Regions from separate parts of the Anser cygnoides genome. Here regions 1, 2 and 3 are each linked to region 4. Evidence: chromatin contacts called from public Hi-C data. All regions are on one chromosome and are shown on one strand. The core of a region is the stretch at or near the end of the contact, and the rest is flanking DNA. Distances in the headings are between cores, read along the strand shown.

Evidence for each region. Hi-C and Micro-C count contacts between places; a contact is called where the count stands out from the background.
Region 1: a Hi-C map of liver shows a contact between it and region 4, with 6 times the contacts expected there. The contact joins the promoter of AK4 here to the promoter of PGM1 in region 4. A contact is called at or near these places in 2 of 7 Hi-C or Micro-C datasets (both in liver).
Region 2: a contact with region 4 is called in a Hi-C map of liver, with 8 times the contacts expected there. The contact joins the promoter of ANGPTL3 here to the promoter of PGM1 in region 4. A contact is called at or near these places in 2 of 7 Hi-C or Micro-C datasets (both in liver).
Region 3: a Hi-C map of liver shows a contact between it and region 4, with 5 times the contacts expected there. The contact joins the promoter of USP1 here to the promoter of PGM1 in region 4. A contact is called at or near these places in 2 of 7 Hi-C or Micro-C datasets (both in liver).

The regions. Positions count from the first base shown.
Region 1 is chr8:31,718,981-31,725,675 of Taihu_goose_T2T_genome, reverse strand. AK4 (adenylate kinase 4) reads right to left here and starts at 3,492. Exons shown (of 5, transcript XM_048061898.2): 1 at 3,091-3,492. The coding sequence starts at 3,235. LOC136791337 (a long non-coding RNA gene) reads left to right here and starts at 3,524. Exons shown (of 2, transcript XR_010833106.1): 1 at 3,524-3,983; 2 at 4,579-6,695.
Region 2 is chr8:30,884,925-30,891,728 of Taihu_goose_T2T_genome, reverse strand. It overlaps ANGPTL3 (angiopoietin like 3), which reads right to left and starts at 1,905. Exons shown (of 7, transcript XM_013176202.3): 1 at 1,252-1,905; 2 at 150-260. The coding sequence starts at 1,863. All of the region lies in intron 14 of DOCK7 (dedicator of cytokinesis 7), which reads left to right.
Region 3 is chr8:30,819,787-30,826,567 of Taihu_goose_T2T_genome, reverse strand. USP1 (ubiquitin specific peptidase 1) reads right to left here and starts at 1,694. Exons shown (of 8, transcript XM_067001729.1): 1 at 1,533-1,694; 2 at 1,189-1,380; 3 at 232-355. The coding sequence starts at 1,358.
Region 4 is chr8:31,238,486-31,245,988 of Taihu_goose_T2T_genome, reverse strand. PGM1 (phosphoglucomutase 1) reads right to left here and starts at 1,847. Exons shown (of 11, transcript XM_013176136.3): 1 at 1,457-1,847. The coding sequence starts at 1,702. EFCAB7 (EF-hand calcium binding domain 7) reads right to left here. Exons shown (of 14, transcript XM_013176195.3): 12 at 7,194-7,403; 13 at 4,820-4,927; 14 at 2,010-3,944. The coding sequence ends at 3,870.

The DNA of each region.
Region 1 (6,695 bases), core at 2,243-4,742, 480 kb before region 4:
CGCGGCCGCCCACGGTTTTTTAATATTTATTCACGTGCCCGCGCGCTGCCGCGTGCTGGCTGGTGGGATCTGGAGGGGGGCAGATGCTTCTCGCGGAGGACCCGCAGAGCTTCCCGGCACCCGGGACGTGCTGGACCTCGTCGTCCCTGCAGCACAGCCCCGCTCCCACCGCATGGCTTCGGCGAGGCAGGCTTTACCTCGGGTTTTCCCAACCCACCTCGTGCGTTTCGCCAGCGAAGCGTGCCCCAGCCCCGAGCCGCGCAGCGGCAGGGTTTGGGCAGGGCTTCCTCAGCCCGTGCACGACATCTCCCTGCGGATCCTGGGCCCGCCACGCGACGGTCGGGGGGTTCAGCCGCCTGGCCTGGCGCAGATCCCACCCAGGGGCCAAAATCCACGCTGCTATCGCTCCGTCCCGCTAAGCTAACGGCCGCAGGACTTCAGACCCTGCTGTCCCCGTCCCTTCCCGGCGCAACCCCGCACCCGTGCCCCTGAGCCCTTATCATCAAAGCGGGTCCCGGCCTCCAGCGACGCCTCCCGCTGCGCCTGGGGGCTGCGGAGGCCGCCAGGGGCTCAAGGAGAGGCTGTTCCCGAAGACGGGGCGCAGGAGGCGGGCTGCGGCTGGAAGCACTGTGCGGGCGCGAGGGCTTCGCTTGCCAGCGGCCCCCTGGCCGGACACTGCGAGCTAACGCAGACTTTGGGCCCCCCGGGGCAACCTTTTGCAGGATTTCTTTATTTAGGCTACGGCAGCGCAGCGTTAATGGAGAGGAGGAGCTCCGGGTGGTTAATGCAGCACTGCCCGTGGTTATCTGCGCACCAAGCCGGAACAACCCCAGCTGGATGGGGTCCTCGGAGCCCCCAAATCCACCTCCCCAATCCAGGGCTCTCGTTCTCACCCCGTCTCCGCCAGCCTGGCCTCCCTCTGGGGAGCTGGAGCATGGCACGGCCACAGATCTGGGGCCGTCACCGACCCCCTCCCAGCTGCCCTGCTTTTCCCCTCTCCCACCCCTTTCAGCTCATGGTTCCCGTCATCGCAGCACCCTTCTGCCCCCCAAAAGCGGGGCAGCGAGCGGAGCAGTGAGACGCCCGCGAGACCCGGGCGTCTCCCAGGGCGTGCGGTTTTGTTGGAATTAGCTGAGCCCTGCCGAGACCCCGGGACGCTGCAGGCACCAGAGGCAACGACCTGGGCACTGGGACAAGAACTGGCCGAGGAAAACGGTCGCTGCCCTCCAGTACCCCCTGCACAGCACCAAAAGCAGTCCAAACAAAGCACTTTTGCACAGCAGGGCAGCCACTAAACGAGGCACTGATTAACCAACACATCCGTGGCAGCGGATGCCCTTGCCGAGTCACTGTTACAAAACCCCAAGGGTTTCAGCGGCAGCGGCACATCCAGCCACCCCGCAGCACGTGGAGCCACAGGGCTCGCTCTGTGCGGGATGCTCGGGTGTCCTCCGGCTTCCTGAGATGGGAAAATCACCTCCAAATCCACTCCTGCACGGCATCCTTGCCCAGAGGCTGCTCTAAAACCCCTTGGCGGGTCCCTCTGGAGGGCAGCGGGGTGTCTGTACGGCTGGCCTCATCTCCCCTACAACGCAAAGCCAGTGGCACGGATGACAAACTCAGGAAGGGAATTTACTTCCATCCAGCTTCCTCCAGAGCTGGCACGTCGCTGCGTGGTCATGTAACAGCTTGTCCAAAGCAAATAGCTAAAAAAAAAAAGGAAGAAGAAGAAAAAAAAAAACAACAAAGAAACAGCTGCACATTAGTGAGAGCTATGACCAGAGGCGAAGTCAAAGGTGGCACCTGAAAGGCACGTCAGCTGTGTGAAATTTTGGCGGCTCTACTCCTGAGCAATCTTACCTGCCTCTCCACCCACGTTTCCCACCCGCCACTGCACCGCTTGGTCCTCGCCCAGGTGCTCCGCGGCTCAGCCAAAAGAGTTATTGGGATTTTCCAAATTTCGAGCCTCTCCCCAGAGGAAATATTACCGTGCTTTTTTTTTTTTTATTTATGGAAGGAAATCTGGGTATTTTTAAACGAGCGTGCAACGCCCCACAGAGCACACAGCTCTGAAAGTTTATCCTCCCCCCCTCCTTTTTTTTTTTTTCTCTCCCTTTCTTGTCACACCTCTAAAAAGGCAAAGCGCGCCTTGTTCCTATGGGCTGTTTTGTGTCGTTTTATGGCTCCTCTGAGTCAGTTTCCTCCCCGGGCAGGTCTCTCGCACACCCGCCACGAGCAGCGGCGCTGGCATCGCCCAGCCACGGCTGGGGGCAGCCCCGCGCCGCCCGGCTGCTGGCTCCCAAAACTTTGCGGGATCCGTTACCGGCTGGGACGGCCCCCAGCGAAGCACAGCACAGACTGTCAGCTCTCCGAAGGGCTTCGGATGTGAAACACGGGGTGGGCTGGCAGCACCGCAGCCCCCGGCCTCCCTGATCCTGTAGGGGAGCTTAATAAGGACTCGGGGGTCACAGGGGCGCCCCGTGCCACCCCAGTGGCCTCACCATAGGGGCTGGCACGGCACGGCACGCAGTCGGGACACCCCACAACCCACAGCAAGCTTCCCCGAGGGCTTTCCCCGTGAACACGCGCATGTTCTCAGCGCGTCCCTCGCACGGCGGGTGTCGCGGCAGGCGCTGGGACCCAAGCTGGGCGATTTAACCCCACTCCTACAAAACCCTGGCGGACGGTGAAGCTGACACGGGAGGGCCGTGACCCCGGGCGCCGAGGCCGGCCGTCGGTGCGCGAACACCCAGGGTTTTTTTGGCCGGGCTTCTCCCCAGCCGTGCCCACCCGGGGGGCTGGGACGAAGGCTCCCCGCTGCGCCCCAGCCCGCTTTTCCCCGGCCAGCTCGGCACAGCCAAGATGGAGGGAGAAGCCTAATAACGAAATCCAGCCTCAAACCCGGAGAGGGACGCGCACCGGCGGCCGAGCGGGGGGACACGCGGGGCCGCCCCGTCCCCGTGGGGCCGGCAGCGAGGCGAGGACCCCCCACGGAGGTTTCCCCCCGGGGCTCGCCCCGTCCGTGCCCGTGCCCATCCCCGTCCCCATCCCATCCCATCCCCGTCCCGTCGGGGCACCCCGGGCACTCACCGCCGCCGCGGCGGAGGCTCTCCCGCAGGAACTGCCCGCTGGAGAGGTGCTGCAGCCCGAAGCTGCGGGCGATCCTCTCGCACACCGTCCCCTTGCCCGAGCCGGGGGGGCCCAGCACCACGGCCCGCAGCACCTTGGAGGCCATGGCCGGCCCGGGGGGGGTCCCTCGGGGGGCACCGCCGCAGCACACCCCCCCGCCCCCCGCCTCACGCAGCCCGCGGGGGGGGACCCAGAGCTAAGAGGGGGGCACTGAGGGGGGTCCCCGCCGCCTCGCCGCCCCCGACGGGACCCCGCATGCCGGGGAGCCCCGCAAAATGGCGTGCTGGGGGGGGGCGGGGGGGGGGAGCCGAGGCGAGCCGTGCCGAGCCGCTCACCCGCCGCCCGTACACATCAGCACGGAGCGGGGAAGGGGGGGGGGGGGGGGTGTGTACGGCCGCCCCCTCGGGCCGCCCCCTTCGGGCCGGGCACCCTGGGACTTGTAGTCCCGCCGCCGCCCGACGGGGCCCCCGCGGCTCGGCTGGGCTGGGCTGGGCTGGGCTCGGCGCCGCCTCACGGAGCCCCGGCGGCACGGGGAGCCCCCCCCGATCCCCTCGTGTCCCCCCCCCTCCCTCACACACCCCCGGGGGGCAGCACCGCGGGGGGCGCCCCCTCGGTGAGGGGGGGGGGGGGGCGGTGAGGGGGCACCCTGCGCGCCCACGCGTGAACGCCGTGCGCGTGCCCGCTGCGCGCGTGCCCGACGCGCGCCGCCCCCCCCCCCCCTCCCCCAGGAAGCGGCGGGCGCATCACATGGCCGCGCGGCGCTGCCATAAACACGCCAAGATGGCGGCCCTCACGCCGCCCGCCCGCCCGTGCTGCGTCACGGCGCCCCCCCCGGCCCCGCCGCCAGCCCGCAGGTGGGTCCGGCCCGGCCCGGCCCTGAGCGGGGCGCGGGGGGCGCCCGGCGGGGACCCTCGTCCCCCTCCCGGGCTCCCGGCTCCGACAGCGCGGCCGGGCGCGGTGCTTCCTTCCCCCCCCCCCCCCCCTCATTGCGCACTGCTATTTTGTGGGAGGGGGAGAGCGGCTGGGGGGCTGCGGGGGGCCGGGAGGGTTCCGGGGGGGAGGCTTCGTGCGCGGCCGTGCCTCAGGAGGGAAGGGGGCGAGGCGCTGGGGGCCGCCGGGTTACCGAGAGCCCCCCCCCCCCCCGGGTCGCTGCCGAGCGCGCTCGGTGCTGGTACCCGGCCCGGGTGGGGAGGGGGCCGCGCTGAGGGAACGTGCCCGCAAAACAACGCGAAAACACGCCGAGTAACCGGCCCCCGGGGGCTGGAGGGGGAGCCGGAGCTTCAGGAGCAGCCAGGCCGAGCTGGGAGGCTTTCCGAAACGAGGGGCGGCAGCCTGCGCTGACGATCGGATATTCTTAAATAACCCCCGTGGAAATAACGCGGCGCCCTGGCCGTGGCGCGAGTCCGCGTGCTGGGTGCCGGGCTAGCTGAATGTTTTTTGTTTGCAAAGGCAGGGAGGGTTCTCGAGACGGTAACAAGGAGCCAAGTTCTGCGTTTTCGCACACCTGTTTGCACCGAGCCCGCCCCGCGTGCGTGGTCCGGCTGGAGCAGCGCGAGACTCGGCGCGTGAGGAGGCACAGCAGGTTTGTGGGGGACAGGAGCGGGGTCCTCTGGGGGAGAACGGCCCCAGCCCCGAGCACGTTGGAATAGGTGTGAGACAAACCGTCGGGGTGCCGGGGAGTTGGGTGGGACCGCTCACCTTTGCGGTCACGGATCTTCTTGAAGCAGCCTACCAGTAACCGCCGGAGCAAGGGTAAAATCGTCAGGCTCAGATGAAGACACACCTGAACTGCCAAGTAGCGGCTCTCCTCTAACCGCCTCGGCCTCCGAAATGTGGGATTCCCAATTCCGCTCCTCTTCCGTTCTGTTGAAACGGGTAGATTGTTTTTTTTTTTTTTTCTGCTGGAACAATGTGGTGTGAAAACGCTTCAGAGTGGCAGCAAATGGTTCGTTTGTCAGGCACGTCCCTTCCTTTCCAAAAGTCACAGCTGTACGTACAGATTTTCTCCAGCATTTTTTACAAAGTTCTTTGGTGTTTTTTTTTCTTCCAGCAGCAGATGATGTAATTAATTACAATTGGTGGCAAATCTGCAAGTTTTAGGGTATACGTTTAAGTCATCTGTGTCATCATCTGACGTCAGCATTGCATAATCTGTTGACTGTCCCCTTTTTATGTAATGTATGTTTGCAGTTTGTTTTAAAATGTACAAATATTTTTTTCCACTGCGTGCTTCTCCTCAGATATTTCTTGCTTGTCTCACCATTGCCCTCTTCCGTTAAAAACTTGTAAAACACCATTTTGGTAGCTGGATCCGTCTGAGCGTTACGCCTTTCTCTTTTAAAAACAACCTACTTAACATCTCCAGACATGCTCTTCCCCAGGTAAGTTATTTAGAGCAGTAAACCATGTCTGGAGTTTTTGCTTCCTGCTGTTAGAAGTACCAGAGCAGCTTGTACTGAGGAAGTCCATCAGCATCATAAATTAACTTTTTATAATAACACGTTAACTTTTTCTGTGTAAAAAAAAAATGTTATTTTTTAAACTTAATTATTTCAGAGGTCAACGTGATTCCCTTAACCAGAGGTGTGTGCGTGTAGTAGTGGTTCCGTGATCTTCTCAGCAATACCTGTTTAAAAAAAACAGAAAAAGTGGGGTGCAAAATACTGGTTGATATAAGTGTGACTTGCGGTATAAGTTTTGATTTCACAATTGTGTGTTTGGATCCTGTGACCTAAAAGTTCCAGTTGCGTACTTCAGCCCGCGGAGCCTTGAGGCACCCCTTCTGCCTCTTCCAGCTGCAGTCCCTCGTGAGCACAGCTGGCTGCTCGGCGTCCGGCGCTGCTCCCGTCGGGAGCCCCCTCGGTAGGCACAGGAGTGGGCGCCCGCGATCCCGGCTCTCGCGGCGCATGTGACAAACCCTGATGAAGCCCAGCTGAACGCGTTCGCGGCGCTGTAAAATTCCACCGCCTGCCAGAGTGCTCCGCTGCCTGGGCGAGCGCCTGGCGCGCTCGGTGCAGTATGCAGCGCGGTCGCGGTGTGGTGCTGCCCTCTACTCGTGCTGGTCGTGATCCCAGCCTTCGGCTGTCGCGCGCGCGGTGCAGCTCCGCCGACTTAACCTGGCTCGCGGCCACGTCTGCCTGCTGACTGTCTGGTTCATGACATTCGGTTCTTGAGTAGCGTAAACCAAGCGCTGCTCTCTAGCTCCGGTGAGTTTAACGGGGAGAAGGGGTGTCCTCATTTTCTCCAGCGTTAACTGTAGAGGGGTAAGTTAACCTTTCTCCATTACATGCAGCATTGGCGAATTGGATTTTGAAGGCTGTTTTGGTCACCACGGTCATTAAGATAGCACTAATTATCTGAATAATTTTTTGAGCTGGAGCCCAACATGCAAAGCCACTTCAGTTAAATACTCCCGAGCCTCTCACCTGGCAGCTGGGCACCCGTTGAGGGCAGTTTGGGGCTCGGAGGCGTGCAAGGGATGAGAAGACAGAGGAAGCACCTGGCAGTGCGTGGAGAGGCCGCGATGACTGACAGGCTGCCCTGGCTCAGTTATCACAGTGCTGATG
Region 2 (6,804 bases), core at 656-3,155, 350 kb after region 4:
TGTTTGTGGTCAAAATTGCTTATAGCCTCCTCTGCACTCCCAAAATATGAAACAGGGATGGCTGACCGGAATGAATGGTGGGACATTAACTCCTTCAGCGTTATGAGAGGCAACAGATTCAGAAAAGAGAGATGCGATGGTTACTGTACCTTGTCCTCCAGCTCCATGATTTGGTTGTGCTGTTTGTCGAGCTGTGCGTGCTGGTCCTCCACGATTTTGAGAAGCTGCTTGATATGGTTGTCCTGCCGCTCCACAAAAGCCTGAGGACAGAGAGGGAGGGAGGGGGGTTGTGGTTAGGGGCAGCAAAAGGCCTTCACAGGGGCACTTCCTCAGTAACTCATCACAGGGGCAGTGCTGAGAGGCACAAACCATTTAACATTGCCTTTTCCACAGGACTTTCTGCTTTTCCTCTAAAGGTGCAAAGTTCTTTGCCTTTGAAATGAACACCCAGCCTTTTTTGATCCTTTTTTGAGGCAAACTACTGGCAACTTCATAGACTTCTATTGTTATTTTCCTTCCATTTTCATGTGCAATTACATTCTGTGAAGCTGGTTCTTGATTCAAACTAAATATATGGCACTGACAAAAAAAGGAATGATGCCCCGTGTTTAGGGTATTAGCTTGGGATTTGGAAGATCAGGATTCAGCTTTCTGCTCTGACATGAATAGCCAGTGTTTTCTCCCATGCTTTTACAGAACACAGTTAATTCTTCCTTTTCCATAGGAAACCTTGTACCCACCTACATATTTCCAGGTATTTGCATTAAGTCTATTAACACCTACACAATTCTTTGGTCCTGGATGGTCCCTACAGGCACTACAAATATCCATCAGTTTAAACTTCCTGCTTCTGTGCTGAGCAGACAATTCCTAGTGCATTGATTTGTAGTGAGCTGATGACATAAGAAGCTCTGGACTTGGTAATCAGATAATTTTCCTGATTTTTTTTCCTCATTATAATTACGGATTTTTTTTAAAAACATATTTGCAAAAACTGAAAAAGATACAGAGCCTTATCACTTCACCATTTTCTCACTGATTTCACTGGGGAATTATACTGTAAAATAAACCACTTGTCAAATTACAACACTGATTCTTATATGGTTATTGCAGTGATTTATTTCTCAAAATACACAATAGAACTCCAGTGAGGGTGCAGGGAAAAGATGAGCTTCTATTGTATAACTACCAATGATAGCATTACGATTTATTTTGGCTTTGTGTGTCAGGGGTTCTTACAAATTTACTTACTTTGAGTGAAGAAATTTCATTTGTCTCTTGCACTGTAGGCTGGGTAATGGCCAACTTAGTGACTTTGTCCTCCAGTCCCCACACCTTCTCTTGCAGCTGGATTTTGTTTTGTATGAGGTCTTCAATCTTCAGATTCATCTCCTGCGAGAGATTCTTTATCTCTTCGTTGTTGATTTGCAGTCTGGCAGTAGTTTGTCGGAGTAGTTCTTCTTCTTCTTTGATTTCACTGGTTTGCAGTGAGAGCTCATAAAAGGACTTATCAAAAATGTAAAGTTTTTGAAAAATGTCGTTCATCTGCCCCTTTGTCTTATGCACAAAGTCTTTAAGACCGTGCCCAAGCTGGAGGAGTCCATTGGCTAAGATTCGTACATCATCTAGCATGGCAAATCTTGATTTTGTCTCAGGAGATGCAGCTGAATCAAGGGCAGAAAAGTCCTTCTCAGCTCTAGCTGAGAGAGCGAGTGGGGCAATGAATAGAAAGATAAGAATGATTTTCATGATTTCTGCTCCTGTTACGCTTTGGTTGTTCAGGATGCAGAGACTTTTCCTAATAGTTTTCACTGTGTGGCTGTTCTGGGTTGAAGAATTTAATCTATATATACTCCTCTTCATTTTAGAAGAGGCAGACCGGCGAGTTGATCATTAAACTGTGTGTATTTGAACGAATGTAACCCCTCTCGAATCTAGGTTGATACCTGGGAAACCTGAGAGCCGGGCACGTTGCTGATTAAGCTGCCTCTGAACTTTTCCATCTGCCAGACATGCTGCTATAAAATGTTAATGATGATGTATGACGTGTTTTTGACACAAGGCTTTTTTAATAGATTAATTGTGGGTCATAATCTTGACAAGGCCTAAACTGCTTCTTGTTTGTGTTGTCTGATTCCTTTTATTCCCTTAGGACTATAAAAGGGTTTACGCTGCTCAAGAGCGCTGGATGCTGCTGTTCAGGTTATGCAGCTCTTTGATAAGCTATGGAAGGGCACAATATTCCCAGATGATTCACACAATCTGATTCTCATTTTGTGCCGTGTTCTGATGTAACTCATCGCACCGCAGTGGATTTGCTTGTCAGCTACTTCAGATTAAGTGAGAAAGTGGGAATTAGGTCCAGAGATTGTCTGGATGTGATTCTACTGTCTTAAGGTTTGTGCAGTAATTTACACCATATAAAGCTTATTTTTTAAGAGCTGCTTTCCAGAGGTGGGTGAGATAAATAATACCCTGCTTACATTTCTCACCTTACGATTTCCCTTGCTGTTTAAGATTCACACTGAATAAAACAAGTCTACGGGTACTCTGAAATAAATGTCCAGTTCTGCACTGGGTCTCTGCACGGAAGCATGTATATTTTTCAAGGAGTAGTGCAGTATGAGTGAAAGGTATTTTTCTTTCTGGAATCTCTCATAGCAATCCAAAAATAAGTCCAGGCTTAATATAGTCTGTACTTTGCAGGATTTTCAGGTTTTTGATAGACTCTTCTAGCAATTCCTCATCTGGACTTTTTTTGTTGTTGTTCATGTACATGCATGTGTACAATACAAGGCATCAATAGAAACATTATTTTCAAAATTGTTATCTCATACGACGAATTTCTTGTGTGATGAAGGGTTGATAATATGCAGGTAACCTGCCCCTTCCCCCTTAATAATTAAATAACATGAGTGTATTTTAGATCTCTGATTAATTGGTGAATATTTTGTACCAGCATGATTTGGCTCACTGTACTGTCTGAGCAGCCTTTGCTTCGTTTGAACTGCAGTGTGGTGTTAAGCAGCTCTTCAGATATTTCAGCTGGACAATCCTTTTGCCTAGAAATCCTTTCTGAACTGGAAAGAGACCTGAGATACATACAGACCAGCGCAGAGATAACCTCACGGCCCTCCTAGTTCTGTCCAGTTCCGTACAGCTTGCATTAAGGCAGCCTGGAGGCGTGCACTTGTGAAGTGCAGAAAGAGGGGTTCTGGCCAACTCAGTGCCCGGCTGGTTCTCTGCTGGTGCCCTTTGCGAAGCAGGAGCTGAGCCCCCCTGCGTGACGCTGGGCTGCATCTGCTCGCTGCTGGCAGGTGTAGCTTGTGGTAGGGAGCAGCTACGTGCTTAATTGCTCATTTGAGAGTGGAAGGCTGTAGGCAACAAGGAATCTGGTTATGGGCTGTCATTAAAGAAACTCGTCAAATCTGTGTTTACCCGGTGCTGATAAAAATCTGTTAGAAAAATTGCTAAAACAATTAGGGTTATTCATTGGGTGGTGATCAGTCTGAAAGGTTTGCATCGAGTCATCATTCTTGCAGCGTTTTCTCATTTGTTAACAGCAATGGAAATACATGAAGAGATGTTTAAATGAGTTAAAAAAAAAAAAAAAAAAACAAAAACACACGTGCAGAATCTGGTTTGCTCGCATATTGTGCCTATGTGGGAAGTTCTTGGGGATCTTAACAGTTTACCTCTGAAACGCTTGATAGTTTTTGCTTTGAATGGTAGACTGAGATAATGTTTTACCTGATAGCCCTACTTAAACAATTCTAGTGTTTAAAAAGTAGATAAAACGTGCTTTCAATGTAGTGGTATTTTCTGTAGGGAAAGTCCTCAGACTGTCACTTGTGTAGATGAAGTTTAGGTAAAGTTATTATCTGGGCCTGACACTGCTCTGTAATAGGGAACAAAGTCCAGCCTTTGGCATCTGACACAGGGAGTTGGGGCTGTAAAACTTGAAGAACTGGCTGCAAAAGTTAGAAAAAAAAAAATAAAAAAACTTTATGCAATCCACTTGAAAATACTTGGGGTGGCTTTGGTTTTATGCGGTTTCAAAGAATTTGTGTTCTGTTGCTTTAGCTGTTTATTGTTGTCACACAAAGTGTTTTTGTGTGTACAAAACGGGGACCTTGCTTGTCCCCGAGCGCTGCTCAGACGTGGCACTGCCCCGTGGGAAGGTTTGCTTTGCGAAGGGGAAAGGCAGTCTAAATGCTCTGATGTCAAGTGTTAAAAATTCATGACTGGCTGCTAAGCACATGCAGCTGTAGATGTTTCCGTATTAATGCCAGTGCCAATAAAATCAGGCAGTGCTAAGTGCTCTTGAAAATGCCACCGTCCAGGTCTTGCATGTCACAACAGTCACACAGCCCACAAGCAAAGCAGGACTCAGGAAGACAGGGGAAAGAAGACCCTCTGGTATGATGAAACCATAAGACTTGGGAGCTGTGGAAACTGTAAGGGGGAATCCTGTCCCTGACAGCTGTTAGCCCAGCCAAGAAAAGATGTATTTAATAAACATGGTCCTAAAGATCTTTGATGCACCTGGGTGACCCTCTTTAAGTGGGCTTTAAATGATTTTTATTGTAGGAATAAAGCAAAGAAAAAGGTCTCTGGGATTTACTGAGAAGGAGAATTTTAATAATGGGTAGACATCCCCTTTATGAGTTAGGATCAGCTCTTAATGTTTTAATACATTTATGAAGAAATTTGGAAGATGGCTACAATCACATTATATAAATATTTAGGAGAGTGCCTGGTGCCGTTATTTCCAAGGCTTGGGAAGCCTTTGCACTTCAGCCATTCATTTTCCGGAGGTAAAAGTACTTCCGAGATCTGTTTGAGACAATATAAGCTTTGCATACATTTTGCATGGCATTGTAATAAAGGCTCCAGACACAATTCCTTGGGTTTAAAGCTTCTGGCTGAAACTTTTATTGGTAGGAATCTGTGAATACATCAGGAGGTAGCTGTTACTTGGAAGCACAAGGATTAGCGGTCCTTTTATTTTGTCAGTCTATGCCTGGCCTGTTTGTTGGTGCTGCAGTGTTATTTTTGTGGTAGATCCTTCCCCTCACTGTTTTCAGAGGATGGTGTTACACCTCTTGTGTCCTGCAGATGCTACTGAGCTTTGATATTTGTGCATACAAGTAGTGAGATGAGGATTTACAGTGTAATGACTCAAAAGAAAGAGGGTAACAAGGTGAAACTGATTAGGCAGCATCTCAGAGTGGCTGTCAGATGGGGGGATCTTTTTCCCCTCCCTGTATGTAACTGCTCAACAAAAGCGTGGTACCTCCACCGGGAACCTCTCTGGAGAGGAGCAAGCACCCACCTCCCCCACTGCCTTACAGTGGGATCTGAGCATTTGAATTCCTCTGGGCAACACGAGCTTCTTCCTAATCATGTAGTGCATGATAATCGTCCTCTGAGCCTTCGGGGCCTTGAGAGGCAGCGGAGGGAGGAACAGCCTCTGTGTTTCCTCCAGTGTTTGTTGTTACGAGTGCATCAGAGGCCCTGGCTGACATGTCACGTCAGCTCTAACGTCTGCTTGTAGCTCTCTCATTCTCTTCCAAGGTCGTAGCATTTCTCTCATCGAGCTGTTGAAATGACTCCTTTTCTCCCAGGCCAGAGCAGAAGAGCTGGTAGGAGAACAGCAGGCTTGGCTTAGGTTCCTCTCTGCTATCCAGCGTAAATCAATCCCCAGCACAAGACCGCCTTTGATATAGGGTTCCTGTAGCCAGGCTTCCCAAATACATTAAATCCTTCTCTTAAGCACTAATAATACTTAATAAAAGTTTTATGAGCAATGTACATTTTAGAGTAAATTTTCATATCCATTTTCATTTTAAAAAGAACATCAAGGAGCAAATGTATTCATGCCAGAACAAAGTAATTTAGTAGAGCCACAAAAACGGCACAGGCCCCCTCTGAAACAGTAAGAGAGCATCGATTAGGCAAAGCGACCAACGGGGCTGGGATTCAAGAACTTAATTCAGCATGAAGGACTTGAAAGGGAATAAATTTCCCATGTGCCGGCTAAGCATATTCCTCTGCCTGGAGGGGTGAAGAAGTCTGGCTCCATAACACGGCCCCATGTAGCCTGACGGAGCTCTGCATCCATGCTGCCCTTGAGGAGGTTCCTTCTCAGGCCCTTCGAGCTGGCCTTAGGCCCAGCTTTAGGTGGTGGCGGCAGAGAGGGGGGCACCCAGGGGTATCAGGGAGCAAATGGAGTTGAGAATGTCAGAACCAAGTCCTTGGATGGGATTAATTTGCCAAAACCCTGACATCTCAGCTGGCAATTTTGGTTGATCCCCGTCTTTCACCGAGTGGGTACTGGGGTGTGGAATTGGAGACACCATCTCCTCTGAGGCATTGCAGAGATTGCCTTTCTGTTAAAATACAAGAATACAGACGTCCATTTAGTTCAGTCCATTGTCACAGGAGAGGTGTAACCTGAATTTATCATGATGAAAGGAAATTAAAAAAACAAGAAGGTCACAACAAAGAAGGTATTCAGCAGAAACCAGCCACTCTCCTGAGATGTTTTCTCTCCACTTGAACTTGCTAAGTAGTGTAATCACTTGAAAATTTTTGATATGTTTTTCAAGCATCTTTACAAACAGGAACAATTCCAAAATATCACGTAATTTAAGACTTTTGATGTCTAAAAGAAGAGGTCATTATCAAGTCACTTGTGCGGGTGTGCACTTGTGTTCAGGAGAAACCACCGACTAATGGAAAATAACAAACCCTTCACTTTGAGTCTGTTTCTTTAGGGGGTTAAATAATAGCATTAATAAT
Region 3 (6,781 bases), core at 445-2,944, 420 kb after region 4:
ATGGCTGGAGTATGTAAACTGACAAATTAATCATCAAGACAATCCGTGGTGCACACGCTTCCTGCACTATCATCCTTTTCCTGCACTATCATCCTTTTTTCCCCACTGTAACTAGATTCCCTGTATACAACACCCAGACATCTCCTATACAATGTCAAACTAAAAATCTCATCTATTTGTGCTTAACCAAAACAAAAGGATCTTTTTTGAGGCCCCGAAACGCGATCTTACCTGAAGGATGCTGTTCAGGTAACAAGTGTTACCAAGATTATTCAGGCCCACAAAAGGCAACATGTTGTCTTTCTTCTCACAGCTGACAAGCAACGGAGGCTGTGCTGCAGGAACAACCTGGTCACTATAAAACAGTGAAAACAGAATTAATGACTAACGAGCACAGATGAAAACGGTGTCAAGGCATTTCTGAGAATCTCTACATGGCTACTCCAGGCACTCAAAGAGAGGCCAACTCCACCGTAACCCTTCTTTCTAGCAACCTACTCAAAAAGAGGCAGGTTTACGAGAGGCGTGTGTCTGCCATTACTCCCAACACCCACCTCTCAAGAAGCGGAGTGATTTAAGGCACCAGTAAAGCTCTCTTTACAATACTTTTGTGTGTTCTTTGTTCATTCTTAGTGCAGCTCCAAGAAAAACGCTATGTGTGCAGCACATATTTTCTATTACTGTCCCTTGCTCCAGATTCATATCACTTCATTGCTGGGAGCATAACAAGCAAATAAATATAGAAGGGGGGAAAAAAATAACAAAAAACCTGGCGCATTACACACAGCGCTGATGCACTGTACTGATACACCAGACAGAACCACGTCTCAAAGCCTCCAACACGTTTATCGCAATGAGGCAATTTTCCTTCTCCCATTTCACTTCCTCACTAGCTGCAGGGAGACGAGCTGCCGAGTTCACCCAGGGCTCAAACACCCAACAATAACGCACGGCAGTGAGCGGTGGACTCGGTGCTTTTACTCCCAGCATAAGGGACCTTCCATATCCAATGTTTTTTCTGCAGGATTCATTTTGTAAAAGCGACAATTTTAAAGTTTCGATACTTCAGCAGAAGGGGAATCGCTTTCTATCGAGCTGAGCTGAGGGAAACTTTGTCTGAACCTCCCGAGGCAGCCGCCGGCAGCCCGGCCGTGCCGCCGCCCCCCCGCCCCCCGGCTCCCCACGCACACGTCGGCTCCCCGCGGCTCGGGGCTGCTCCCGCCGCCGTCCTGCGGCTCGGCGAAGTCCAGCGCCCGCTTGGCCTCCTTCTTCTGGAACAGCTTCAGCGACAGCCGGCTCCGCTTCGACGGGCTGCCCCGCAACGCCGCTCCGCTCTCGCTGGGGAGCACCCCGGGCATCTTCCCGGCCGGGAAACGCCACCTGCGGCGGGCACACACGGGGCGGCGTCGGACCGGCACCGGCACCCTGGGAGCGGCCCCGGCCCCTCAGCCCCGTCCCTCACGGCCCCGGCCCCACCGCCCCCACCGCCCCCGTGGCCCGCCCCGGCCCCTCAGCCCGGTCCCGGCGCTCACCGCTACATGGCGGCCCTGCGCGTCCCGTCACGGCCCGGCCCGGCCCGTCACGGCCCCGCCGCCCCCGCCCGCCGGGGGCCGTCGCTATGGAGACCGCGGGCCCCGGCCGCGCCGCCCGCCCCGCCACGGGAAACTTGGCGCGTTTGCCTTGCCGCCAGGACCCCCGCCCGCCGCGCTCCTCGCGCCCAGCCGCCGCGGGCTGCCCTGATCAAACGCCCGACACGGAGCCGAAGGCGAGGCTCGCTGGCACCGCGGGGGCATGGTGGCCGTCGGGCTTCACCCGCTCGCTGGGCGGGGGAGGCAAAGCAATGCCTCAGCGAGCGCTCTGCCGGCGGTACCGGCGCCGAACCGCTGTCTCCGCCGTCAGGCAGTGCGGCGGGCAGCCCGCGGGGTCCTGCCTGAGCGCGCGCGGGCGCTGGCAACGGCCTAGGCAAAGGCCCGGGACTCGCGCCGGGGGAAGGGGGGGGGGGGGGGGGCGGCTGGGCCGAACCATTCCGCAAGGACACCCCCGCCCCCCCCCTCCGGAGGCGGAGGTGGATTGATCCAAAGGAAGCCCCGCCCCTCCCCGCCTCAGCCAATCACAGCGGGAGGCGCCGTGAGGCGGCCGCCGGCCCGCAGCGCCCCCGCGCGGCTGGTTGGGGGGGGGGGGCGGCAGCTGCCTGCTGTGAGGAAAAGCTCGGCTGCCTCAGCGGCGGGGAGCGAGCGTTCGGACTTCTTAATAAAAATAATTAAACTGATTTCCAACCCAGCGCCAGTCGTACACGAAACGAACATCTGCACAACACAGAACCGCCCTGTTTATTCAGTAATTCGTCCGTGGCTCCACATGCTGAGAATCACAAGCTCTCGCCTGCACATCCATTGCTGCTCGCATACTTCACAAATTTGGGGGGCTCTGAGAACTGGTCCATATTTACTCCTTATAAGGTCCATTTTTCACAGTTATTCTCTCGTGGGACTTAGTGTGAGATGGGAGAAATATGGCAATGTCACCACAGTAAATATTTCTTATGAAGCATAAATTGGCTATATTAGGTCTGTACACTACAATGCTATGTAATTGAATATTGCTCCAAAATGTCAGAAATCTTTTAAAGGTTCACCTTTTATCTGAGAACTAAGGAGTTCTGTGTGGCACGCAAAGCTTTTAGGCACTGGTGTTACCAGTTGCGTTACGAGAAAAGCCTGGTAAGCCAGGACACTTGTTCATTTAGATCACATCTGTGACTCACAGGAAAACTTTGGTAAAAAAATTCCACCTTACTCACTAAGATATTTTACCCGTTTAGCTTCATAACCGACTTTCAGCCATGCCCAGGCATTGGCCTTAGCTCCACACCATTTTCTGAAAGCTGTTAGTGCTGACCCCGTCCTCGCCACGTGCCTGTGTTTTACTCCCATCCCTTCAGGCAGCTCCCCAGTTGCTCATGTTTATGTCTTTGGGTTTCCTGCACAGCAATGTATAACTTTGCAATTTGCTGTGTCAGATGTGTAAGTGATAGAACAAAATTAGAAGCCTGGCTCTTAGACTAAAGAGTGTTTTTTATAGCCGTTTAATTTTGAAAAGTTCTTGGCGATCTTTTTGGATTTTTTTACCTCGCTATATGAATTAATTATTACTGTAGATCAGTTTCCTTAAATATATATTTGGATTATGGCAGAAGCGATAGATACTCTGACAGTCATGCACACACTTGCTACACGTATTTGGCTATCACTTACAGGGCAAAATACACTCATATGCCTGCATACGGACAGGCCCATCACCCGAGGAACCAAGGTTCAGAGTCTCAAGGTACATATTGAGCTAAAATCTTATTAACCTGTCTAGTGGGACATACAAAGCCTCAAAGCTGGCTGGATAGCAAGCTCCCAGTGGAAGTTAAATGGATTTCGCATTTGTCCGAGTGCCTCAGGGGTCTGGGGTCTGCTGCCCTGCACTGCACCCGTGGGCAGATCCTGTATGGGTTCTGTTGACTGCACCAGCTAATAGACACCCAGCTCTGAAGAGGTTCTCTTGTACGAGACAAGAAGTGTTAGGAAGTCTTGTCCAGGGGGGTGGTGCCCAAAAGCCACGTTACTGCTTGGTTCCTTAATAACGTGTTTCATTAAATCTGCTTCATGCTACCCGTTTGAGTGGCCAGCAGAGCAGCGCCTTCAACAAGAGCTGGGAGCTGTTGGGCAATTAGGACCGTGGTAGTAACAGGGCTATGTGACTGGGACGGGGTGAAATCTGTCAGCGTTTGGACCTTGAATCAATCCTGAGCTGGAGTAAACTCCAAGGGCAGGAGTCCGGTCGTTCCAGGCAGCCTTGGATTTGATATGGCAGCGCTCCTCGCACATCTCTGTCAAATGGCACGACTGAGGCGGTTTATTACTTATTTGTATTGCATTTCAATAAAAGTCTACCCTGTCAAGTGCGTGGTTTGCTATCTGCTTTAACAAACACGATACAAGACCATTTACATCCAAAGATTTTACAATCTGACAGCCTGATCCACATGTACCAGTGTTTAGGTGAGTTTTAGGTACACTTGTGAATACAAATAGCATCAGTGACTTCAGAAGGCTTAGCTTTGGGCTTAAAGGTAGGCTTGTGAACGTTTACATGGTTTTCATTTCAGGTGCAGTAACTGAGTGAAACAGGGAAGGGAGACATTAGCAGAAAGTATTTTTTTGCAGAGACTGGAAGTGTCTACAGTTTTGCTCATGGTAATTCTGGGCTTTTGTTTTATGTATTACATTTTATTTGGCTGATGAAGTTGTCAATTCGGTTTTAATGGACATAACGGTTATCTTAATCAAGTGCATCTGTCACACAGCCAGTATTATCTGCTGAGTACAAGCAATAAGGTACCTCTCCAGATATTTAGTCAGCACACCTTTAGAACAACTTTACCAATCATTTATTTCCCAGTGCATGCTCTGTTTTCAAACATTCCCATTCAGGGATGCTTCTGTGTCATGCTTTGATGAGTCTGAGGTGCAGCCTGGTACATCTCGGTGTCAGGTCTGCTCCTGAATGTGTTGGACTTTTTTAGTGGTAATTCCACCCCATCATTTATAAACCTTCTCCTGCCCTAAATAATTTCTCTCCCTTAACATGCTTACAAACTGCTAATTCCCCATCATCATTATTTTGACCAAACCAAACATAATTTTTAATCTTTACTTGTAAGTTAGTTCTGGTTTCTAAAGTCAATATAATTAAAAAAGATAATTCATCCAGAATATCTCTAAGTTTCCCTCACTGTTCATGATACAAAGAGCATATTTTTAAACTAAATTTTGTATTCATTAAAACATTAATTACTATTGATTTTAGTGCATTTAATTTTAATTCTATGACATCAAATAATGATTTGAGGTCAGTGCAGTTACTGCATTTTAGGATTTGCTTCTTTAATCTCTTTATTTATTTATTTTTAACCATGAAAAAGGACAGGGGAATGTTCAGATGGATCTTGAGTAGGAATCAGCAAGATGAAGAGAGATGTCACGGAGATGAAGGTTTTTTGGGTGGGAAGCCAAGGACAAGAAATCAAGGACACAGCGGAGGCGGGCTATCCGCACCAGGTGATCAGACCAACTACAACACCACCACACCTGGGAGAAACCTCCTCTTCGCCAGCCTTTCGCACAAATGTTTATGCACCCTCTTAATATATGGCTCGCTGTCACCAGTTAATGCGGGGAAGTCTCTCCAGCGGGGTGGTGTTCTGTTTAAATGTAAGAAAATTGGTTTCTTTTCTGTATCTCTCCAGAAATAGAGCAACACCTAATTAAATATTTATGGCGGCTTAGCAAGCTCAATAAAGGAGCTGTTGTCTAGAGCCTCCGCAGCTCGGGCTTCTTACAGTGAAGGAGTGTTTCGAACAGGGCCCAACGAGGGAGCAGGTGCAAGAGGCAGTAACTGCGTGTGTATGGTCCTGAGACACTCAAATGGGCAAGATTAAATTATGTCTAGTGCTATCGACTTTGCAGCCGTGTGTTACAAAAATGACTGCACTGGGAAACTAGAAATCTCCACAGACACAGCCAAAAATAACCAGATGAAATGCCTGGAAAGAACAGATTCCCAGGGGGTGGGATCTGGGGGACTCCTGGAGGAAGGCTCCATTACAAAGCACTGTCCCCCGCAGGGGAAAAGCCCCACGACCTCGAGTTGTTGCTGAGCTACATGAATTAGAGGTCCAGCATCTCCTAGGGACCTCAGAGCAGGAAGATCTGAAACCTGCCCTTGGCTCTCTAGCAGTCACAATCGCAAAATCTATTTCATTCTTGAGGAATACAGCTCTTAGATAAATGCCCTACGGCTGGAAAAATAAGAAACCATTCACAAGAATGAGAATACTGACCAGAAAATACCACATGGGTGCACTCGGGAACAATCTGGCCACTGTAGAAACACAGAGCCTTTAAAAGAGGAGACTCACCAGGGCTTTGCCCAGTTTCCAGTAACTCGGGAGGTCCAGTTTGTGCAGCTTGGTGTCCGCAGGAGCAGAGCTGCCGTCTCATTCTGGCGATGGGATGTTCCCCACCAGACCTGGCTGATGCTGAGGGCAGAACTGCTTGTGCAGGGCATGGGCACCGGGAGGAAGGCAGGAGTTACACCAGCTCCAGTCCCTTCCATTTAAAACCTACCCAGAAAGTTTGACCTGAGTGTGGCCAGCTGTTGCCTAAAGAGCTTCAGATTAGGCACCCTTAAAGATACAGACTTTAGGAAATGCAGGAAACCATAAATCAGAACTTGCCACGGTTCTGTAAACTCCACGGTAAAGCCTGCAGCAAGCTCCTGTTTGTTTCAGCTGCCAAACGGCGAACTTCAGCTGGAGGCTTGAGCCACAAAACATCAGCTTTTCAGTACACAAACATCAGCTTTTCAGTAACGTGCTCCTCCGTGCTGCAGTTTGTCGTCGCTGAGATCAGGATCCATTGCTCCTGATAGCGCAGGCAGTACGCGGCCGTGGCTCTTGTTTATCTCTTAGGAGAAAACACAGTTGGATGAGATCTGCGAACGTCCTCGAGTTGCATGTGCATCCATTATACCTAAGAAAATAACAATGTTGACACCCATAACATAGAGATAAAGCAGGTTAGATCATAATAACACGCGTGTGGGGTTTGGTGCACTGAAAATCTGCCAAACGCAGGAGGGTTTTGTGAGCAGGTCCCAGACAGATCCCCTCGCCTTGCGTCTTCCTGAATGCTAAGTCCTGTACTGCAGGGAAAAAACAGAAAATATGTCC
Region 4 (7,503 bases), core at 598-3,097:
ATCTTCAGTTACCTCATTTCTTGGGACCTGATGGTTTTGCCACACTCGAGTATTGCATTGCCAAACTTCGTTTAAGCCTGTGCAATTCAAACTTAGCCAGCAATTGTCACAGAATCACTGGATTGTCACAGGATTGTATCAAGCTTTCAATATCCCTGCACTCTGCAGGGCACTTCACCGTGCCTCCTTCTGGTTCCTTACTCAGATTTATATCTGCTCTTCAGTTATTAAAGGATTTGAGGGGTAGTTTTCTCATTTCTTTAATGAACCTTTGAGGTCTTTTTCCCCCTCTTTTTTTTAAAATAGGATACTGAAATCTATGATTTTGCAGCACTTCTGACCTGCCAGTCCTCCTCATATTTTCCAGGGTGGCTGGGGAGGGGGGAGTTTATTTCATGGCTCCCTCCAGCACTCCAGAAAGCCCGCACCACTGTCTCTATTCTGCTACAACAAGGGCATAAAGAACCCTGCAAGCAGATGAAGCAGATGACTGGCAGAGCTGTCATATCACTTAATTTTTGCTTGAAGAAGTCTAACATTTTGTCTCAGGCCACGGCCGTTTCCTTGCTTTATAAATTAACGATTCAGAACGAAAAGCTTTTAAAGTAAAACTTCCCACTTCGTATAGCAGTGTCGTGCCTCTTAACCCACTTATTCACCCACCTGCTTTCTCCTCCCGTTTCCTCTTGCCTTTCCAGAACATTTCTCTTTCTTCAGAGCCAATTCTGCCCTAGCGCTTGGAAGCAACTTGGACAAAACGCCGCAGGCCAAATGCCCGCTGGTGAGCGGACCCCTGGGCGCTGCACGGCCACAAGCACAGGGCTCGAGCCCCTCCTGAGGGGTCCCCAGCTCAGCCACAGCCTTCGGCGCCTTGCTCGCTGTGGGGCTGAGGCGAGGTGCAGGAGGGGAGCTCCTCAGGCCCTGGCGGGCCACCATGTCCCACGACACCCGCACCAACCGGGGCTGAAGCCCCACGTCCCCCAGCCTGCTCGGTCACTGGGACCCAAGGTGCTGTCAGCGCACATTTCAGCCCCAACTCTCCTCAGAGCTGATAAATAAACCAGCGCCGGCCGCTTTTCTGCCAGGGAAGGCTGCATCGACCGTGTGTGCTGGTGCTGTCAGGGGGCGCGGGCTGACGGCTGGGCACCCACCCCGGGGCACAGAAGGCACATTTCTGCACGGCTCCAAAAGGCACTCATCCACTTCCTTATTCCGTCAGAAAGCAGCGAGCTCAAATTTTTGCCCCCAGGTGGCCTAGCCGCGCTTTTGCCCCCTTAGCTTTTACAGACACCGAGGCGCCCGATTTCTGCCGGCGCAGCAGGCTCCCCCCCAGCGCCTGACGCTGCCCCCCGGCATCCTCAGCTCCGCTTTTCTGGAGGAGGCCGGATGGCAGAGGAAGCCTCCCTCCTCCTCCTCCTCCTCGTCCCTCCCGGGCTCGGCCCCGAGCCGCACGTACCCCGTTGGCGGCGGCGATGCGGACGATGAGCCGGATGGCGTCCCGCATGTAGTAGCGGCCGTCCCCCCCCACCACCAGCGTGGCCTCCTGGCGCTCGGCCGGCGGCAGGGTGGCCAGCACGCTCTGGATGAAGTTCTCGGCGTAGTGGGCATTGCTCTGGAAGACGGAGACCCGCTTGCGGAGCCCGCTGGTGCCGGGCTTCTGGTCGCCGTACGCCTTGGTCTTCACCGTCACGATGCGCACCATGGCCGGCAGCCGCTGGCAGTTCCGGGCCGGCCGCGGGGGGAGCGGGCTGGGCTCGGCACGGCTCGGCTCGGCACGGCCCCGCTCCACGCCCCTTAAAGGCGCAGCCGGGCTGGGCTGGTACTCTTCGGCCCCTTTCGGCTTCCTTCAGCACGGGTCAGGCCCGCGCAGCCCGGCCCGCCGCTCTGAGGCCGCCCCCGGGGGTGGTGAGGGAGGCCCGGGCGGCCAGGCCGCCGCCTCCTGTCACGGCTCCGCGGTGTCACGGCTCCGCGGTGTCACGGCTCTCGCCACTTTTTGCCTCCCCTTGCCTCCCCCCCGAGGAGGGCAGCCGGTAGCTGAGTCCTTGTGATCGGCCTCAGGTGGTGGCCAGAAGGGTTTTATGGTGCCTGGGATTGGAGCAAAGGGGAGAACACCCAGCGGATACGGCTGAGGTCTCGCTTCTGATCTCCTGGGCAAGAAGGGTGGAAACTGCCTCGGAGCAGAGAACTTGCCTATGTTCCCCCTCAAAAAGCCAGATAATGAAATTTCTTAACAGCGAGATCAGGACAGCAACGCGGTTCCATGCCCTGCTGCTGTGTCATGTTTCACTACACCTTAACTGCAGCGAAATCAAGTCCTTCCACACGCAGTGAGCTCTCAGCCAAGAACGTCTCTCAGTTTTAAGCATTCCTGTCCTGAAACGCAGGAGGAACAGCAGATCGATTCCTGCTGCGTCTACTGAGACTGATGTCATAAACAGAAGAAGGGCAAAATACGGCAGAGCTCATTTTTTACCGTGCCTCATAATTTCCCTGTTCCTTCTCCGAGATGCAACTGGGAACTTGTGATGTAGCCACACGTTGCCTGAGGCAGCATTTACAGAGCTCTGTGTTGTTGGCTGGAAGTTACCAAAAATATGTGGAGTCTCTTAACACTTCTTCCAGACAGTTCTGGAAATGAAATGATATCTGCTGTACTTGCTAGGGGGGGGAAAGAAGAAGAAGAAAAAAAAAAGAACGATCACCAGTAGACCTCCTTGAGCACCAGTTGCTGGAGCGCATAAATCACAGCCAGCCTCTAGCAGCACTCTCATTTTGTAACTGACATTTACTTTCCCAGTGTACGATTACAGCAGAGGAACACCAGAGTACAGGAGTTGCTGGCAGATAAATATAGCTTTTCAGGACTTCTTGCTGCCCTTGCAGATGAGGTCACATACATTTAATGGCTATTTTAAACTCAAGCACTTTTTAAGCATCCAGTGACCAGGGTCATCATTTTTTACATTAACAGACATTTAAAGGAACTAGAAAAACATAACAGCCTGGATATTTTTAGTACCTCGAAGTTGTTTCTCATTTCTATTGCAGCCTATATTAGTGGACTTTAGCCTCCTTGCTTCAGTTACCTTTGAAATAATTAATTGCAGTTAACAGTCAGGAGCACAAAATAAAATTGCCTTCCTCAATGAATGTTATTTCCTTATCACATGTGAAAAGCCAGACTTTATTTTATATGAAAGAATATAAAAACAGTTGGTAATCATTTAGAAAAAAAGTAAGGTAAGTATTATTAAGTTACAAAAATAAAAGAAAATAATATCAAAAAAAAGAAAAAAATCAAATCCTTTACCAGGTGATTAAAGAACCCCACCCCTTTATATTTCTCACATAAAAATCACAGGAGTGTTGAATCAGGAATCCATCAGACCAATTTAACGAAAGTTTTTTCTTAGTGAAGCAGTTCCGGCATGTGATGGAACTACCTTACGTATTACAGAAAATAAGGGCATACTTAGGGAAACTAGCCCTTATAAAGCACAATTATGTTGCAACTGTCAGCTATATTACTGAACAGTACTTACTTTTATTGTCTCTCAACGTTTTCATGCCAATGTATTTCATTAGGCAGTATGTGAATATTCTACTCTGTCAAAGGATTTTACATACTTACGGTTATTCCATCCCTATGCTATTGCTATTCATGTTTCTTAAAAGCCATTAGCAAAAGTGGGATTCCAGAAATAAATAAGTACTTATGTGATTCACTGGCTTTAACAAATGAAACTCTGAGAAGCAGCCAGCTTTGGAGAAGGACAAGACTAGAAATGGTCCAGCAGAAGCTGCCAAAAAAAAAATAAATCGTGGCTTAGTTTGAACACTGCCAAGAAACAGCTCTCTAACTAGAATGTTTAACGTAAAAGGGAATGTACACAATTGTAAAGCCATTCTTCCTGCTCGTTCAGCGGCATCACATGCTGAGAAACCTGCATACAAGAGAGAAAACATAGGTGAAACTGATGTTTATTGAAGAATTGTGTGTATGATACCTAAAATATTATGTAAGCAAAATTAAGTGTTTCAGAACTTATATCACAAACATTAAATGACACACATTCAGCATCTCTAATGAGATCTTAGTATTTAATTTAATTGCATGACAGCAAAAAATCCACAAGGGATGCTGAGCCTACAATTTGTACTGAATGAAGCAGAAATTAAAATTAATAAAACACCTTACAGGAGCAGGCTATAGATATCTAAATTGTCAGTAGCAATATTAAAATAGGCCTATACCCTGCCAGTGTCTTGGGACTGATTAAAGTGGATCTGAATGCATCCACACTAGAAAGCTGTGAAACATAAAATCGTTTGGATGCCTCTTCACTGAAAGAAAGAGACCGTAGCTTTAGAATAATAAAAACTGGATTTTCTTCATAAATGAATAAAGAAAAATATCACCATATTTTTGCCTCTGACTAGCACATTCTTGGTGTGCTTCTCAAAGCCATCTATATATCTGATTAAAATTGGTTAAGGAAAAAAAAACACAGCCTTAGAAAAATAATATTAAAAAGTATCAGTAAGTGGCACATGTGCCTGTTTCAGTTCAATACATGTATGAAAAACTGAACAGCTGCATACAGCAATCTGCGCTGGGAAACATGGATACATCAAACATGCCTGCAGCTCTGCAATATCAAGAGCTGTATCTGATCTGTACTGGTGGTGAAAACAGACTTCTCCACTATCCACATGCTCTTTATCATGACAAAAGACTTGCAAAAGGAAACTGCAAAGATGTCACATGATTTTTGCTTTTTGCTCAGATTTTGAATTGGCTAAACTAGAAAAATCTTACCGTCATGGATTTTGGTGCCACTTCCACAGCAAAAACGGTAAGTCCCCTGTTACTTAGGCAGTTCTTACTCTGCTCATTGTTGACATGAATTATCACTTTGTTTTCAGACTGCAAATGAAAAAACATGAAGAAGCTCATTAGCCTTAAAGGTTAAGTGGCTGCTCTTTATGTAACAATCACACAATCCTCTTACTTCCTCAACGATGCTATTTTTACAGGGTACGAGGACTTTCAGGATGTTGATGGCTATTCTCTCCGAAGAGTAAAAATTTCAAATGTACCTTAGCATCATCAGAGCCCAAATCCATTCTCAAAAGTCACTTAAGGCTGATTGAATTAACTTCAGCACTTTTGAAGGTGCAACTTGGGAGCACAGTTAAGTGAGACAACTATTTGCCACACAGTGTTACAGATGCTAAAACTTTACATAGTTTCAAAAGGTGACTGGACAAATTCTTACTAAAAATAAATAAATAAATAAAAATAATAATAAAAAAATACGTGGAGGGTTTTTAAGCACAAAGAACACATTTCTGTCCCAAGTAGTCCTTGAGTTGCAGATCACTAGTGGCTAGGACTGTGATCTGGAGAAGTGTCGCTAGATGTTTACCCAGTTTTTGTACTTGCAATATCCCCTGCAGGACATTTTTGGAGACAGGGCACTGACTTAAAATAATCTTTATCTGATATTGTATAGCCATTCTACTTTTCAAAAATCCTAACCCTCCAGCAAAAGGCCATTTCCTCAGGAGCTCATATTATACGTTCTCAAATTCTCACCAACCATGTAGGCATTCAGTGGAGACTAGGCTCCTAACAAGTGACGTGAAATGCCCAACGTAAGGAGTATTCATATTCCTTCATATTTCACCTCCTTTCATAAATAAATGACCACTTGGACTGTCACAAATCAAAGACACCACACACAGGTATTTGTAAGAGATGCTCGTCAAGATGTGACCCATCACAATCTGCTGCTCATGGTTTGTTCCAAACTCTCCCTTGAGAAAAGCAGCTAACCTTAGCAGAGATTTTAAAAAATATCTGACTAAATAAATATAAGTACAGCCACTCAAAGAACAGACACTCTTACTAGAGGTGTGCAAATGCTTCCCAGAAGGATCCAATATATAAAAAACTGAAAGCTGAGGTAATGGAAAATTCCTTAACCACCAGTTTACCCCAGGCAATATGCAGACTCGAGGCCTAAGGACATGCTACTATAGCCTGTATAGTACATTTTCTTAATTTAATTACAGAATAACAAAGACACAATTATTTCCATTGAAATCACCAGCACAATAACTGAAGACATGATCAGACTGCTTACACTGTGGAAAGCTTAGAAGGCAGATAAATAAAACTGCATTTTTATTATTTCTTTCCAGACGTTTACAATACAAAAAGTCTCCAGCCAACTAATTCTCTGATGAGATTTGCTTCAATGCAGAGCAGAGCTATTTATGAAATGGTGTAAATGGTAACGGTCAGTGATTTTAACCAGACAGCATCCAGTTTCCTCAGTAGAGAACTTGTCTCCTTCTCTGACATATCCCCAAACATATAAATAACTCCAGTATATCTACCCTAAAGGGCGAAGTGCACATCTAAACCTGTGGTTCCAGAGAGCCTCAGCATTCAGTCCTAATATTAGTCCACCAACCCACACCCTTTTGCATGTTTGTCCATTTAAAAATATACTTCTTGCTGTGAACTTTTAAGATTTAAAGCACCGTAAGTTTACCATCGTACTGCACGGCATTTATTTACTCAAGATTCCTGTTCTAAATGAAACTGAGAATGAAAAGAAGATCCACTAGGATCTACGCAAAAAGGTTTAAAATCTCTGCACCTCACCAACCACTTTTGCCTGGATTTACATTTGTTAGTACAGATTAATAGTGAAGTAGACCTGTAAGACTAGCAAATTAAAAATTCATCCACATTACGCCTCTAAAACACAATCAATGCAAATCACTTTCCCATAAACACTGAAAATATAAATGCTGTAGTCTTTGCTCTTTCTGTAATTCTACTTCCTGTTCTTAGTAGTACTTATGTTCTATTATAAATCTGTCTCCAATAATCATCAAAATATTGAAAAACTGAAATTTGAAGAAAAATATTCTGCACTGCTAATAGAGCCTCATTACCATAAACTGTCCTTTCCAAAAACACTGGAACTTTTGAGACTTTTGAACCGAGTCATATCTCAAAAAGGAATTTGTATCAAGCACTTAGTTATTTTTTTAATGAACTAGATAGAGAAACTTGCTATCAGAAAATGTAATTCTCAAAAATGAAGCACAGAGGGAAGAAGATAAATAATAATGGACATTAACATGAAGTACCTTACAGAAGTATCATGCCGTACCTTATTTTCAATAACAGAAGTGATTCGCGTGCCTGTTCTGTAGGTATAGACAATTACGTTTTCACAGCCATCCATTACTTTGGCATCTCCTTTATTAACAACAGACTTGCAAATAGCCCTGTTGAGTTGCCAGTTGCCTGCCTCTAGATATATGGCTTTAATTCTGGGTTTGCATTTTTCTGCATAGATGTCAATGACAAAGGGGCATGCCTGCAATGGAGTAAAAAAGAGTTTTATCATTAATTTACCCTTGGTTTTTCCCTTCAGATTTTCATCCGTAGTTCTTAAGTATTTGCATATATGCTCTGAA